Regions from separate parts of the Rattus norvegicus genome. Here region 2 is linked to region 1. A link is a contact called in public Hi-C data. All regions are on one chromosome and are shown on one strand. The core of a region is the stretch at or near the end of the contact, and the rest is flanking DNA. Distances in the headings are between cores, read along the strand shown. Region 1 has its middle 330 kb from the start of Klf6. Region 2 has its middle 26 kb from the start of Klf6.

The links. Hi-C and Micro-C count contacts between places; a contact is called where the count stands out from the background.
Region 2: a Hi-C map of the A7r5 cell line shows a contact between it and region 1, with 5 times the contacts expected there. The contact joins two enhancer-like sites. A contact is called at or near these places in 3 of 12 Hi-C or Micro-C datasets (the A7r5 cell line, the Rat2 cell line and mammary epithelial cells).

The regions. Positions count from the first base shown.
Region 1 is chr17:69,122,285-69,124,984 of GRCr8, forward strand. No RefSeq gene overlaps it. Among named protein-coding and RNA genes, the nearest start is that of Klf6, 330 kb to the right of the region's middle. Within about 2 kb of position 1,362, at least 2 of the 93 cell types and tissues checked have an H3K27ac peak or open chromatin away from gene starts, as enhancers often do. A contact at or near this core is called in the A7r5 cell line, where this site is marked.
Region 2 is chr17:69,430,820-69,433,519 of GRCr8, forward strand. No RefSeq gene overlaps it. Among named protein-coding and RNA genes, the nearest start is that of Klf6, 26 kb to the right of the region's middle. Within about 2 kb of position 1,427, at least 8 of the 93 cell types and tissues checked have an H3K27ac peak or open chromatin away from gene starts, as enhancers often do. A contact at or near this core is called in the A7r5 cell line, where this site is marked.

The DNA.
Region 1 (2,700 bases), core at 112-2,611:
AATCAAAGGTAAGATTCTTTTGTCAGCCATGCACATTGTTGAGAGTGAGGGAAAACACATCATCACACATCCTCCCAATACTATTTATTAGCATTCTCTCAACTCCCACAGCAACGGCATTATAAGGTATCTATTTCCTTATTTGATTAGCATCTTCTCTAGTGCTTGAGGTAAGATGGTAAAATAAAAGAATTAGCTCTAAGGAAAAAGAGAACATTGCCCACTCTTCAGACCCTGAGCTCCAGGCCTTTAGAAAATCAACTAAACTGTGAAATGGAAGGACTTGCAAAAGTAGCCCCTAGAGTGAGCATTGACCTCAATAAAATTCTACGACTCCTTTCAGGCTAAGCATTAAATTTTCTAAGCAGTCTTCTTTTCAAATGCCAAAACCTTTACTATTTTAACCTTGACACAAAACAATTTAAGTAGATCAGAGATGGCGAATAGTGAAGGACACACCTTGGATTTTGAAAGAATGGTTATCTAACTCTGATGACACATCCATTAAATCTGTCATCATACTGGAAGATGGAGATATAAAGAAGCAGCAATGTCATCTGTGATGGTTCGAAGGTCAACTTAACAAAACCTATACTTATCTGTGAGCAGTACTCAATGGGATGTCTCCTTGGGTTGGCCTGTTGTCATATCTGTGAGGAACTTTTTATGTTGACTGGTATAAGAAGACTTAGCCTATTTTGGGTGGCACCATTCCCTAGGCACAGAGTCCTGAATTGCATGATGAAGCCAGCTTGTAAACAAGCAAACAGCTTGTATGTGTCCATTTTTTTATCCTTTTCCTTTTGTTTTCTGGGTCGTATTTCTCTTTCTTTTCTTTTCTGATTCATTCATATTTCTTTTTCACTTTTCTCTTATACCTCTCTCTTCTCAAAAGAGTTAGGAAATCATTTGGAATTAAACTCGTGATCTTTCCTATCACTCTGCACAGTAGGTGTTCTTTAGAAGAAAAGGTGGGCATAAGTGGAGATCAGAGGAAAACACAAGAAAGTCAATTCCGTTTTTCTATTATACGGGTCCCAGGGATTAAATTCAGGTTATCAAAGTTGGCGTCAAGTTCTTTTGCCCATTGAGTCATCACAAGCCTTTCCAAGGCTGGTGCTGTATATTTCTCATAGCACCATCCACTGGAGATTTAGGACAGTGTCACATGTGGAGTAACACTGAAATCTCTAACATGTGCAACAAAATTTATTGCTCTTCCACGAATCGGTTGCTGTTCTTGATTTTTTATGGGATACATTGTTAAACAAAGGAGTCAAAAATCCCTGCCTTTTGGTGGTCATGACAGAGAGATAAATCATAAACAGAAGCCGTGAATGAGTCATGTGGCATATAAAACGTAAGAAGTCGTACTCGGCAGAGCTGAGAGTATCTCGCTGGTGGAGCTGCTTCCTGATGGCTTTAGTAAGGCCCACAGAAGGCTGAGAACAGCCACTGCATCCAACCCATGATGCGATTTCAGGGACGTATATTCAAAAGCCTTATATGTCAGTCAGTGGCCCAGAAATATGCAGTAAAATGTACTTATATATATAATTTTGTTTCTTGCAGTCTAGAATCTAAATGTAAAAATGTTAGCATTTCAAGAATAAGGCTTGAACCTCTTCAGGAGCAAGGGCAAATCCAATGGGTTATATTGGTCATGAGATCTAGAAAGCAAGCCTCCAATTGCTAATGTGTGAAGTATAATAATATGTCCTATATGCATATATTATATGATCTAAAATAATATAATGGCAGCAGCTTAGCAGGTGGCTCTGAAACATGAATTCTCACTCTGAAGAGACAATCTAAGCCATATGCTTCAGCCCCCATATGAAGTAACAGGGACTGTAAAAATGTTGACCTTGAATGGAAGCATTTCCCAGTGACCTATTCATTACTACCAAGTTACAGAAAATACTTCTTGGATTAAGCGAGTGGTCCATTCTTACTCACCGGCCTGGTATTGACCAATACCTAGGTGTTTAAAGAGATAAACAAAGCAGGGTACTTGGAGTCCTTAATGAAGCTGACATATTAATTATGTTTGTGTTCTTTGAGTGCTTGAGGCTAGAAATCTAAGTTCAAGGTGTCAGCATGGTTGGTTATCTTGGACTTGGCTATGTCCACATTTTTTCTTTGCTATCACATGGGCTTCGTTCTGGTAATGTGTGTGTCTTTTCTGTTTGTGTGTTTGTTCATAATGGAGTTTTTCTATGTAGCCTGGCTGGGAATTCACAGAATCCTGCCTGCCTCTGCCTCCCAATTGCTGGAAGTAAAGGCATGTGCCATGACTGTCTGGCATTGAATAATATATGTATATATATATGTATATATATATGTATGTATATATATATATTCAAATCTCCTTAAAACATTTAAATTTATTCATTTGTCGGAGGTGAGGTAGCTGCACACATGCTCTGGTGAGCATACAGAGGCCAGAGCACAACATAAGAACACTTTTCTCTGTCCATCAGCTGGGCTCTAGAGATTGGACTTGGACTGTCCAGCTTGTCAGTAAATGCTTTTCCCTCTGAGTTACCTCACTTGCTCCTAAGCTTCCCTTCTTGTAAGGCTATCCACTGCATGAAGTTAGAGCCCACCCGACTTTTTAAAAGGTCATTTCTTTAAAGGCCCTGTCTCCAAATAGGGACACATTCTTGGCCCACAGAGAGTTTTATTTTCGATATATGA
Region 2 (2,700 bases), core at 177-2,676, 310 kb after region 1:
CCCTATTTCAGACTTTTACTTAATCTTTAATCTGTCGTGTCAATATCATTAGAAAATCGGGTCTATGTGTAGACTACTTTTTTGCAACTCCCCGAAATTCATCTTTGCCGTTTTAGTCTTTGTGGAAAAAAAGAGATTAGTAACTGCTAGCTTTCTATTATCCCTAGAAAGCTGAGTTACTGGGGCATCTCTAGAACATGGCATCACTCCTTAGTACCTGTTCTTGAGTCTTGGGAACCCTGTAGCAGAATTTAAACCTGTAATTTGCATATGACACTCCCACCGACCTGCTTTTCCTTGTAAGATTTTGTTTGTTCATTTATTTTTCTCTCCATCGAGAAGGCAGCAAGTTGGGGCACCACAAATGAGAAGACACCTCCAAGCCCCAGCTTGCAAGTTATAAACACACCGTGTAAAATATTTTTATCATGTCAATATGGTTTAATAAGCATTCATTATTTATTGGGCCTCTGAGTGCTTAGGCAATCCTACAATTAACTTTGCAGATTTTGATTGGTTTTGATTGGAGGTCATCAGAAAGCAAGCTTGCACTTGTCTTAGTAGAAACAGCCAGAACGATAGGCTGCACTGAGGCCTGAGAATGTCTGAGCAAGTCACAAATTCTCTGGGAACTGGAAACACTCACTGCTCCGTGGTTGAATTAACTATGAGATAAAATAACATTTGCAAGAGCAGTGAACACCAGGATCAAACTACCTCCCAAGCAAATTATTCTAGAAATAAATTAATCTCCCTGATGCTCATCTGCATAGTGTGAAAGAGTTGGCACTTCCCTGCTTGCCACTCACTGGGCTCAACATTCCAGCACACTAAACAGAACCTGTAGCAGGAGGACAGTGAGTGACACTTTCCAGTAATACTTCAATCTGTCTAGTTACTACCACCCACAGTGTGCTTTTTCCATGAATAATCCTTTGTTTTCCTCTAAAACAATTATGTTCTGCAAACAATAAAGGAGAGGGAATTGATAGTTACCAAGTACACATATCATATAATCTCAACAATGTTGTGGGGTGAAAGAATTTTTCTATGCTCATATATTTCACTAAAAACACGAACAGGCCAAGAGTGGTTGTGGCACATCAATCAAAACACAGGTCTCCATTCCCACATCATTGCCCATCCACTCTGCCTCCTATGAGATAAGACGTTACCCAACAATATATATTTAGGACACTCCTTGCATATCTATCATCCTTGTCAGCAGGGTCCTTCCTTTTCCAGGAAGGAGGGTGTGGTATCATCTTGCACACATACCTCTGAAGCTCAAGCCCAAGGAATCCTGTCAGGCCATCATTGCTGGAGCTTCACTGTTTTTCCCAGAACAGGGATAATGAGCATTGAAAGTACTGAGGGCTCACTAGATGGCCACACCCAGGTACCCTTCTTCTGACTCATGGACCATTGTAGGGTGTGAGGTGAGATGAATCACCACATTCTTTCTCAGTCATCCTACACAGACTGGACTCTCCTTGGGTTGGGAAGCAGGTCTAAGAACAGCTTCTACCCTTAAATAGACACATTGAGAGAAAAAGTATTCTACAATCCAGCCAGGTCATGGATATAGTAGCTATGGAAATACCTGAATTACAGAATAGTAGTCTGACATAATCAGGAGAGTTGGGATATTTGAGCCTAGAGGACTTCAGTCTAAGGTGTGATTAATAACCCAGGTGGTGTTAAAGTCTAAGGTGTGATTAATATTCCCAGGTGGTGTTAAAGTCTAAGGTGTGATTAATATTCCCAGGTGGTGTTAAAGTGCAAATTATGATTGCACGTAGTGGGGAGGTCATTGTAATAAAGCGACCAAAAGCCATGAACTTCTGAGGGTTTTGTCCCAGCTTGATGAATAGGAAAAATATTTCTTACGTTGTCATCTTATGGTTTTCAAATTTGGTTTCCTTTCTATTGTTGTTGAAATGTTGTAAATGATGTCTTGTCACCCACTATACAAAATCTTGCTAGCATCTCCTCTTCTGGCTTTTAGTAATCTCTGCTAGGAACTGTATAGCATAAGGTCAATAACCATTAGTCAACTTTATTAAAAAAACATGTGGAAATTGGAAATTGGTAACAATCCTCCACATTTCCTGACCGGAAACAAACAGGCAGGGTCTTCACTTGTGTTTTCTAGACTTTAGGTAAACAAGAACTTTTCTTTAGTCCACCTCTATACCATCTATTTGTTTTCTCAGCATCTGGTCCTATTGGTCATTGATTGTTATTGCTTTTCTTGTAGTTTTGAGGGAGGTTCTGGTGTTGCCGAGGCTGGCCTTGAACTCCCTTTGTCACTGAGGATGATCCTGAATTTCCGATCTTCTAATTACTGAGTGTTGAAATTACAAGCATGCAGCCCCACACCCAGTTGTATACAGTCCTGGGCATCCAAGGCAGGCTGTCCTTCATGCTGGGTAAGCCCTCTGCCAAATTGAGCTACATCCTTACACTGGTTTGTTCGGGGTCCAAGATGAACTCACGTGTTTAATCAATGTACCACGGGGGAACTCACTAGCCCCGTGGGGCCACTTGGCCAGTTCAAGTTCAGATAAGCAATCTAAGAAAAACAAGGCTGTTGTCCTACACAGAGGGAAGACTGTGTGACTGCCTGGCATTTAAGTGTAAGGTACAAAGCAACATTTTCAATAGAACGTGTTATAGATAATCTCCCGGAAAAGTAGT